Regions from separate parts of the Pan troglodytes genome. Here region 1 is linked to region 2. The links are chromatin contacts, called in public Hi-C maps. All regions are on one chromosome and are shown on one strand. Each heading gives the region's core, a stretch centred on a gene start, on an enhancer-like site or on the middle of the called end of the contact. The rest is flanking DNA. Distances are from core to core; before and after follow the strand shown.

Region 1 (5,243 bases), core at 2,310-4,809, 620 kb before region 2:
GGTGGTGCATGCTTGTAGCCCCAGCTATTCAGGAAGCCAAGGTGAAGGACGGACAGTTCAAGCCAGGCCTGGGCGAAATAGCAAGACTCCTTCTCCAAAATATAACAAAAGCAAAATAAAAGAAATTTGCTATATAGGTAAGTTTCTCAAAACATTTCATTAGCAAGTTGGAGGACAGCAGGAGCTGCCTGGCAAGTTGAATCAATGTGTCTTAGTATCCTAGAAATTCAAAAATTAACTTGAATTCTATTTTTCCAATTTTTTATTTTGAAAAGTTCGTTTTCCAGAAAAGTTGAAAAAACTGCACAGTAACACACCTAGACTCATCACTTAGATCCACCAACTATTAACAGTTTGTTACATTTGCTTTACCTCCATATAAAATACATCAGTCTCTGGGGCATTTATATGTCAGTTGTAGCCATCAGGTCTCTTGTCTAATGATTCAGCACTAACATCCTAAGAACTAGGGCATTCTTGTAAATAGCCACTGTCACACTGAAAAATCTAATGATGATACAATAATACTGTCTAATATATAGTCCATATATAACTACAAAGTTCCCCAGTTGTCCCTCAAATCTCTCTCACAGCTTTTTTGCCTTCAATGCAGTGCTGCATCAGGGGTCACTTAATGGACCGACCCAGTTGTGTTATCTGTCTGGACCAATTCCCTAGCTTGACTTTTTTTAGAGTGTAGTGCAGGGAAATTGTTTTGCTGAATGTCTTCCAACCTGGATTTTTCTTATTTTTTTTTCCAACTTTGATTAGATTCACTTAAACATTTTTGGCAGCTATACATGGGTAATATAAAAACCCATTTGTGACATTCTAATGAGCTAATTAGCAAGGCCTTAGATGCAGCTGAGATATGTACCACTCTAGAGTGTGACCTTTACTGATACAGGGCTGGGTGGCATTACTGGACTGTGCATTCTTTTATTTTTAATTTTTTTTTTTTGAGATGGAGTCTCACTCTTGTTGTCCAGGCTGGAGTGCAGTGGTGCAATCTCGGCTCACTGTAACCCCTGCCTCCTGGGTTCAAGCGATTCTCCTGCCTCAGCCTCCTAAATAGCTCGGATTACTGGTGCCTGCCACCATGGCTGGCTAATTTTTATATTTTTAGTAGAAATGGGGTTTCACCATGTTGGCCAGGCTGGTCTAGAACTCCTGACCTCAAGTGATCTGCCTGCCTCGGCCTCCCAAAGTGCTGGGATTACAGGCGTGAGCCATTGCAGCTGGCCAGCCTTTGTTTCATTTTAAAAAATTTTATTTATTTATTGTACAGTTGGGGTCTTGCTATGTTGTCCAGGCTGGTCCTGAACTCCTGGGCTCAAGCCATCCTCCCACCTTGGCCTCCCAAAGTGCCGGTATTACAGGCATGAGCCACAATCCTGTGTATTTTTTTTTTGAGATGGAGTTTGACTCCGTCACCCAGGCTGGAGTGCAGTGGCACAGTTCTCGACTCACTGCAAACCCTGCCTCCTGGGTTCAAGCGATTCTCCTGCCTCAGTCTCTGGAGCAGCTGGGATTACAGGCGTGCACCACCACGCCTCGCTAATTTTTGTATTTTTAGCAGAGATGGGGTTTCACTGTGTTGGCCAGGCTGGTCTCAAACTCCTGACCTCAAGTGAACCACTTGCCTCGGCCTCCCAAAGTGCTGGGATTACAGGTGAGAGCCACTGTTCTTGGCCTTTTAAAAATTTTTAAAAATTTTATTTATTTTAGAGTTGGGGTCTTGCTATGTTGCCCAGGCTGGTCTCGAACTCCTGGGCTCAAGCCATCCTCCAGCCTCAGCCTCCCAAAGTGTTGGGATTACAGGTGTAAACCACAGTCCTGTGTATTCTCAATAGCTCCCAATGTGATCATCACTAGTGGCAAATTTTAAGTCAGGGGTTGGGGACGGAGATGGAGGTGGGGCTACATATTTGACTTTGAAGACGTTTTCCGTGAATTTTGGAGGAGTGTGTGTGCTACTGGCATCTAGTGGGTGGAGGCCAGGGATGCTGTCAAACATCCTACAAAGTATGGAACAGACCTCACATGAAAGGATTATCCCATCCCAAAAGCCAACACTGCTGAGGTGGAGAAACCCAGGGATCTCACCAATGAGATGAAATTTTCCAACCAGCAGACTTCTTGGCACCTACCTTCTTCCCATCCCTCTTTGTTTCGGAGATGACCCCACTATAAGACATTAAACAGGCCAGGCGCGGTGGCTCACGCCTGTAATCCTAGCACTTCAGGAGGCCGAGGCCAGCGGATTGCTGGAGGCCAGGAGTTTGAGACCGGCCTGGCCAACATGGCGAAACCCCGTCTCTACTAAAAATATTTTTAAAAATTAGCTGGACATGGTGGTGCGCGCCTGTAATCCCAGCTACTCGGGAGGCTGAAATGTGAGGATTGCTTGAACCCAGGAAGCGGAGGTTGCAGTGGGCCGAGATCATGCCACTGCACTGCAGCCTGGGGAACAGAGTGAGACTCCGTCTAAAAAAACAAAAAAGACATTAAATACACAAATGAAAGTGAGTAATTTCTCAACACTTGGTAACTTGTAAGTACAGCGATACACTTTTATATCTCAGTTTTGAAATTAGCCCTCTAGTTGGCCTGTGAACGTCCCATGCCTGCCAAGTGTGTCATCTGAGACAAGCACTTCAATTTGTTTGAGCAGGCATCTATCATTCTTATTTGTTAGAAAAGGTGCCAGTGAAACCCCAAAGAGTATTGCTAACTAATAACTGTGCTGCAGTTTAGAGTGTTCAAGGTGGTTTCCAGTAACATGTTCTGAAATTTGATCTGACAACGCTTTGGGAGGCGGTTTATTATGATGAGGCTGCGCTGTCGCACTCGAGGAACCGGGTCAGTGACCTGCTCCAGGACACGGGACTGGCGGGGAGGGGAGAGCGCCTGGACTCAGCCTCCAAGTCCCGCACTCGACTCTGCAGGAGTAAAAACTATTCTTGATCCTACCTCTCTCCCTTCTGCAAACAAGCAACAAAATGCTGAAAAGGCATCTTAACTGAAACGGAAGTCAAATGAATTCGCGTGCGATCATGGGAATTTTTGGCTCCTAACCTTGCGAGTAGAGCTGGGTGAGTTCCATTTGTGGTGGGGGAGTGGAAACAGGTTTCTGGGCTTGCAGAAGCCACATCCCGTCCCCACACAACCTAGGCCAGGCCAGGTGAGGCTCCGGGGCTCCAGCTAACCTGAGCTACCTGGGCTGGGCTTTGTGCGGGGAGGCAGCAAGCGGGGTGAGCGGGCGACGACGCCGGCCTCTACGTAGTGCGGTGGTGAAGACGTCTCTTCCAGGGAGTCACAGGAAGCAAATCCATCCTTTTAAAGGGCTCGCGTCCCGCGGCCCTGAACCGGCGCGCTGGAGCAGTAATGCGACGTTCTCCGAGGTTCAAGGCTCACGGCCCAGCCCTGTGATCCAGTTTCCTCAGTCTTCGCGGTGTGCACCACTCTGGACGACTTGCGGCTTACGTCCAGGACAAAGGGGGCTTGTCCTTTCTTCAACGTCCTACTGCGCAAAAACGAAGCCCTTCTCAGGCTGCCTGCCTTCCGGGAAAAGCTGCGCCCCGTCAGGAACCTGTGCCCCGCGCGCCTGCCGCCGCCCATTCCCGGCGCGCACCTGGCAGTCCCCGGCTCGAGCCCCGCCCTGCCGCCAGCCAGGTGAGAGGGGCCAGGCCCCGCCCCCGCCGGCCCCGCCCCGCCCCACTGCGCCTGCGCAGTCGGCCGTCGGCGCCAGGCGCCGGGGCGGCGCGGCCGTCGCAGTTCGGCGGGCGCAGTGCGCGTGCGCTCTGACTGTTGGGGGGCGGGCGGCGTCCGCGGCGAGGGAGCGGGGGCGGGGAGGCGCCGTCTGGCTCAGGCTGGGGCCAGCGGGAGCGCGAACGAGCGACGGCGGTACCCGTGGGCCTGTGGACTGCAGCCTCGGCGGTCACCAGGTGAGGCTCGCGCAGGGCGGGCGTGGGTCGTGAGGGGGTGCGGGCTGCGGGCGGGCCAGCGGTGCGGCGGTCTGCCCGGGGGCGCAGGTGAGCGCGGCCAGCGCGGGGCCCGGCGGAGCATTGTCCAGCGGGCGGCGCCCGCATAGCGCCCCCTGCCGGCCGGGCCGCGGCGGGGACCCGGGCTGGGCGGGCCTGGGCCTCGGGGCGGGCGCGCGCTCCTTTGTTCGCCGGCCCCCACTCCTCCGTCCCCCCATCCCCGCCGCCCCCCGCCAACATGGCCGCCACCCTCCCGTCCCCAGTTCCCCGGCCGCCGCCGGCCCCTTAGCGCGCGCTTTGTTTGGAGCCGGGCGGGGAGGCCGGCGGGCAGGGGGCGGCGGCGCTGCGCAGTCGGGCGCGGGGAGGGGGCGCTGCGCCAGAATGCAGGCGGGGAGGGGGAACGTTGCATAATCCCGGGCTGGCGACGGGGGCGGGGCGGGGGGAGGGGCGGGACCCCGGCGCGGCGGGTCGGGTCACCCCGGGGACGCGGGCCTGCCCTGGGGCCACCTCTCCCAGGCCCGGGGGATGGCCGCGGACCTTGTAAGTTGCAGGCTCCGCGGTTCGCGGCGCCGGAACGCCCACCGGCCAGTCCTCGCGCCCGCGCAGCCCCTTTCCTGATGCGCCGTCTCTTCGCCGCCCTCCGTGGGGGCGCGGCGAACGGGTTGCGTGCTCTGGAGAGAGACAGGCACTTTTCCTCTCCATCGTGAGTGACCTTGGGTGTATTCGTCAAGGAATGTGTTGAAACGAATTGTGCGATGCGGGAACTGCGCAGCGCCTCGGGTTTGGCTTTCTCGAGCATCTTATTGCATTGATTGTGCGTTCTCGATTTTACAGAGGTTCGTTTTGAGTAATGGCTTCAGTAATGTCATCGTATACGCATTTCAAAGTTTGTTTACGCAATTGTTTTTACATTTATTCTCTTTTTACTTATAATTTTTGAATCAGATTTTGTGTTTTGGAGAGATTTTCCGTACGTGGTGGAAGTGTTTTCACTCATGGTAAATATGGATTGTTTGGCAATTTTATCACGTTAATCACAAAACAATACCAGGAACATTTAAATGTCTTAAAGGATTTCACTCTACATGACTTGTGCCAGAGACGACACACGTACCAAAACGCGATTACCTGTCTTAACTTTTTTTCTGTTGGAATTTTCTGGAAGGAATTCCATGCAATCCGAAAGGATTAATGGAGGGTACAGTAATTGCTTTCTACATCGCTTTTGTTAAGCAGTGAAAATTAAACTTGGAGATTTAT
Region 2 (5,713 bases), core at 1,286-3,785:
GGGAGGGTACTGTGAACTTACCCATGGTGAAAGTCCCTGTGTTAATGGATAAGCTCAGTGCTCAGAAAATGCTGCTGACTATGGTATTGCCCCATTTAAAGAGACAGTTCGCAGTACTTTTTCAGAAGTGGCATGCAGCCTCAGAGAAAAGTCACCAGGGGCTGGGATGATTCCAGAAAATGTTACAGAGCAAGTGGAATTTGACTTGAGGCTTGAAGGATGGGCAAGATTTAAATAAAATTCAGAAATGGTAGAGAGGGAGGGGCTGGGGGGAAGGCTGCCCACTGGACTGTCCTGTTTGCCTCCAGGAGAACCTACAGGCAAGACATGGTCTCTTCTCAGGTGAATGGGAAGCCAAGTAGGGCTGGCATGGGTGAGCCACAGCTCGAGGAGGCAGGCCCAGGGCCCTGCGCTGCCTGTCATGGCTCATGAGTGATGGGAGAGATCTGGGCAGGCAACCTCCTCTCATCCTGCATCATCAGCCTGGACTTGGAACTTGGCTGCTTTTTCTTTCTGCAGTTAGCAGAGGGCCTTGGCCAACACATAAGCCTTTCTGCCAGCACTTGGCATTCCAGCTGACCTCGACCCAAGGCCTCTGTGACTTCAGGAGGCGGCAGCTGGGAAGGGTCAGGGCAGTTCCAGGCAGAGCACAGACGTCAGCTCAGACATCCCACCCCCCGCCAACCCCCCGCCCCCGGGGTTTCCAGAACAACCAACACCACCAAGCTCCAGGACACTGGAAAAAAAATCTTTGCAAAGAAGCAAGGGGCCATCTCAGAAAATCCAGGTCCCCCAAATTGATGTAGGGAGAGGAGGGCTTTGACAGCATTCAGCACTCCAGAGGGTCACGAGGATACAGAAACCATTTGGAGCCACCTCTGCTTCTCAGCCCCACCCAGGCAAGCCCTGGATCTTCAAGGGACTGATTTGTACCTGGGAATAAACTCATGCGTGGATGAGATTCAGAGTCAATCACACCCTAAAATGCAGAGCCCATAGTATTGGTGAGTTGTTCATGTGTCTCTGAAGCAAATTTAGGGCTGCGGTTCAAACATCGTAAAAGTTAAAAAAAATTCACTGGATACACACAGTAGGCTCTTTTAAATTAGCCTCATTTGAACTTAATTACATATTTAAATACTCAAATAATAAATGATGGCTGGGTGCTGTGTCTCATGCCTGTAATCCCAGCACTTTGGGAGTCTGAGGCAGGCTGATCACTTGAGGTCAGGAGTTCGAGCCCAGCCTGGCCAACATGGTGAAACCCCGTCTCTACTAAAAATACAAAAATTAGCCACGCATGGTGGCGGGTGCCTGTAATCCCAGCTACTTGGGAGGCTGAGGCAGCAGAAGCACTTGAACCCAGGAGGCAGAGGTTGCAATGAGCCGAGATCGTGCCACTGCATTCCAGCCTGGGTGACAGAGCAACACTGCGTCTCAAAAGAAAATTTTTTTTTAATAAAAATAAAAAATAAAATAAAATAAGTGAGTCCACTGAAAGCGATTTCTACCTTGATAGTTGGGTGTGTGGCGTCATCAATATCACAGAAGGCTGATCGATATTACCAGGTGTGGTTGAGTGCAAGTGTTTGAGGTCTTGTGGGGGAAGAGTTTGGAATTCAGAATCCATTGAGGCCTTCACTCACCACTTTCCCTCTCTCGCAGTGTTCCCAAATGTGCCACTTTTCTGTTGGCTCACATGCACCCATGCTCTATTTGATATTCAGGTCTCTGAATTTCAAGCCAGACTCAGTGTGATTGTCACTGCTTTCCTGTCCTTCCTTTATCATCTGTAGACTTGGGTCCCGTTTTTGCAGGTTGATGTTCTGTCTTCGCTGGGCTCTGGACTCACTGCTCACGAGTGCGGTGTCTGCATGGGCACTGCTCAGACATGCACTGTTGGTCCCTCGATGGCTGCATGGTCAGGCCTCAGGGCTCTCTGCCAGGCCGACCTACAGCCCATACAGACCTGATTTCTGGGCCTGGATCCAGGGGACGCCATCTGGGAAGTGCGGGAGCTTCCCACGATGTCACTGTAAAACTCACCAGGGAGGTTTTAGAAATTGAGCCGGCATCATTCAGATTCCATCCTGCTTTTTGGTCCTGAGAAAATCCTGCTTTTCCCTGAGTAACTGGGATAATGGGTCACCAGCTCCCATGCCCTAGATGAGGACTAGTTAGCATTTTCTAGTTCCTGGAGATTTCCAGATGTAAGCTGTACTTGGGTCTGTGTATCTTTGTTACAGGATTCAATAATTCATGCACTGAATTTCCCTTCCCGGCAACTCCAGACACCAAATCGCTTCCCATGGTGTCCCCCAATCACTTAGGAATTTAGCCTGTGTCTAAAGACCCTCTCTGCAGCCTGACGTGGCTAGCCATCCCAGTACTTCCACGTTTTTCATGCCTTTCTCCAACAGCGTTGCCGTGGCCCCGTAGGCGGCGATCGTTTTATCAATGGTCGCTCCCTCTTTTTATCTGTTGGCAGGAGCCCTTTTTCAACGCCCTCGCTGGAGTCTGGCCTGCACGCCTTGCTGACTGAAGCCGGAACCTCAGCCCCGCTTCCCTTTGAAATGAATGTTCCTGGGGCGCCCTCTCGTGGATTTTGGAGCTAATCGTCTGTGAATGCCAAGTGATGGCAACTGCCCTCCCGCCGCGTCTCCAGCCGGTGCGGGGGAACGAGACCCTGCGGGAGCATTACCAGTACGTGGGGAAGTTGGCGGGCAGGCTGAAGGAGGCCTCCGAGGGCAGCACGCTCACCACCGTGCTCTTCTTGGTCATCTGCAGCTTCATCGTCTTGGAGAACCTGATGGTTTTGATTGCCATCTGGAAAAACAATAAATTTCACAACCGCATGTACTTTTTCATTGGCAACCTGGCTCTCTGCGACCTGCTGGCCGGCATCGCTTACAAGGTCAACATTCTGATGTCTGGCAAGAAGACGTTCAGCCTGTCTCCCACGGTCTGGTTCCTCAGGGAGGGCAGTATGTTCGTGGCCCTTGGGGCGTCCACCTGCAGCTTACTGGCCATCGCCATCGAGCGGCACTTGACAATGATCAAAATGAGGCCTTACGACGCCAACAAGAGGCACCGCGTCTTCCTCCTGATCGGGATGTGCTGGCTCATTGCCTTCACGCTGGGCGCCCTGCCCATTCTGGGCTGGAACTGCCTGCACAATCTCCCTGACTGCTCTACCATCCTGCCCCTCTACTCCAAGAAGTACATTGCCTTCTGCATCAGCATCTTCACGGCCATCCTGGTGACCATCGTGATCCTCTACGCACGCATCTACTTCCTGGTGAAGTCCAGCAGCCGTAAGGTGGCCAACCACAACAACTCAGAGCGGTCCATGGCACTGCTGCGGACCGTGGTGATTGTGGTGAGCGTGTTCATCGCCTGCTGGTCCCCACTCTTCATCCTCTTCCTCATTGATGTGGCCTGCAGGGTGCAGGCGTGCCCCGTCCTCTTCAAGGCTCAGTGGTTCATCGTGTTGGCTGTGCTCAACTCGGCCATGAACCCGGTCATCTACACGCTGGCCAGCAAGGAGATGCGGCGGGCCTTCTTCCGTCTGGTCTGCAACTGCCTGGTCAGGGGACGGGGGGCCCGCGCCTCACCCATCCAGCCTGCGCTCGACCCAAGCAGAAGTAAATCAAGCAGCAGCAACAATAGCAGCCACTCTCCGAAGGTCAAGGAAGACCTGCCCCACACAGCCCCCTCATCCTGCATCATGGACAAGAACGCAGCACTTCAGAATGGGATCTTCTGCAACTGATCGTCTCCATGAGCCCTGCTCTGCGGCTGTGTTCTTATTTATTGCATGCGTCGCTTCCACAGGAGCCCCTCGAGAGCTGTGACTCGGGAGATCTACCTTACTTTGACCAACAGCCTGCCCAGTGTGGATGTCTCTTACAGAGGGGGCCCAAGGAATCACCACCCCGTTTCAGTGTAAACAACGTGCCTTGTCCACTTTGGGCTCCAGAGTCTTTCAGATGTACTAAGCTGCTGACATCATCCACTGCCTTCTGCTGCATCCTAGACACCCTCCCTGTTGTTCACAGAGAGGGAAGGTCGTGGGCCACACAATGCTGTGTGATTCTCCGTGTGCCTCTGAATGGTGTTTTGATGATTTTACACTACATTTCCTGTGCGTAGAATGGATGCTTGTATATTCGTACATCTCTATGTTACACAGAATTTGTGTTGCAGGTGTTTGCCATGTGGTACCTACATAGAATCTCCATACAACACACAGGTAACAGGTTATACAAGTGGGTTCAGACTGAACCCCCAGTACAAGGACATTGTTTTGAACTAGGTGGACATGCCATCCCTGGTCTCCTTAGACTGACATGAATCTCATGTTAACCAAGTTTTAAAAGTTCAAATTCCCCAAAAAGGCTTGTCCAAGGCTGGCCCCAGATGTGTGGGTCTGACCCACACCAGCCCTGTGTCCTGTCCTTTCAGTCATTTGTCCCTGCGTAATTTTAATCATATTCCAAAGCCCAATTATGTGATGGTTTTCAGGTTTCTGCAAATTACAGAAGAGCCAGCCAAGATCACCCAGGAGCTTGTGCCCCCAGATGGGCCAAAGAAAGAGCCTATGAAGGAGAAGCAGAAGCGGACGGCTGGCCTGGCTCACCTTCCCACGCCAGTGGGGCAGGGGTCTGCTTCAGGAAATGGAAGCTGTCCAGGAAATGAGCAGAGATTCACAAGACAGCACTTTGATTCTATGTTGAGTTTGTTTTTATATTAGAAAAGCAGCAAGTCAGTAATCCCCTGTGGCATCACAGCTAAGTAGCTGTGGCCACCGGCAGTTTCACAGCGTCCTGAAAGCTGGCACTGATTGTGACTATCAGTGAAAGAAGTTTAATTTTCAGGTTAGAAAATGTGATCTGGCAGTTTATGCATTCTTCAGAGTAATGTAATAATACCTATGTGATGCTGTAATTTTACTTTTCAACATAAGTTGAACCCGTAGCAGTCTGTTTACCTTGTAAAGGGATTACTTAGAAGACATTTTTGTACATGCTCTTCCCCAAGGATTGTACGTGTTATACAAATAGATGGAAAGAAAAGTGAACACGTTTGTAGAAATTTCATAAACACACAGTTGCTGTGTTGAGTTCTCTTTAAAAACAAGGACAAAACCAACCAGCGTTCAAAGGAACCTCCCATCAGAGTCCCCTAAAGTATTTTAGGTTCAGTGAGCATTTGCCTGAATAAAACCTAAAAGAGTAGTCTTAACACATTACTAACTTTTTCTAAGAGAAATTGATTCCTGTTTTGTCATCTGATGCAATTTGCTCTTATAAAGAGACATTTTCGTAGGTTCAGAGTAACTCACCTCCATGGGCTGACCAAAGGCTTTTCTAATTTTTGTTACTGATGAGATGAAACCTATTTGTAAGGAGATCTTCCCCAGGAGCATTTCTGTTGCCTTCTTGACATCAATGAAAAGTAGCATATTCTCTTATGAAATAGCATGAGAAAACCCAGGGCATTTCTAGGACAGTAAAACGTTAAAGTACTGGATTAAGAAAACAACAACAGGCTGGGCGCAGTGGCTCACACCTGTAATCCCAGCACTTTGGGAGGCTGAGGCGGGTGGATCACCTGAGGTCAGGAGTTTGTGACCAGCCTGGCCAACATGGTGAAATCCTGTTTCTACTAAAAATACAAAAATTAGCTGGATGCGATAGCGTGTGCCTGTAGT

What was found. A called contact is a pair of places that touch in the nucleus more often than the background predicts.
Region 1: a Hi-C map of stem cell-derived neural progenitor cells shows a contact between it and region 2, with 6 times the contacts expected there. The contact joins the promoter of SPIN1 here to the promoter of S1PR3 in region 2. A contact is called at or near these places in 1 of 7 Hi-C or Micro-C datasets (stem cell-derived neural progenitor cells) and 1 of 1 datasets of contacts at active chromatin or transcription factors (stem cell-derived excitatory neurons).

What each region holds. Positions count from the first base shown.
Region 1 is chr11:50,089,848-50,095,090 of NHGRI_mPanTro3-v2.0_pri, reverse strand. SPIN1 (spindlin 1) reads left to right here and starts at 3,559. Exons shown (of 6, transcript XM_016961098.4): 1 at 3,559-3,675.
Region 2 is chr11:49,472,943-49,478,655 of NHGRI_mPanTro3-v2.0_pri, reverse strand. S1PR3 (sphingosine-1-phosphate receptor 3) reads left to right here and starts at 2,535. Exons shown (of 1, transcript XM_054658249.2): 1 at 2,535-5,713. The coding sequence starts at 2,636. The coding sequence ends at 3,772.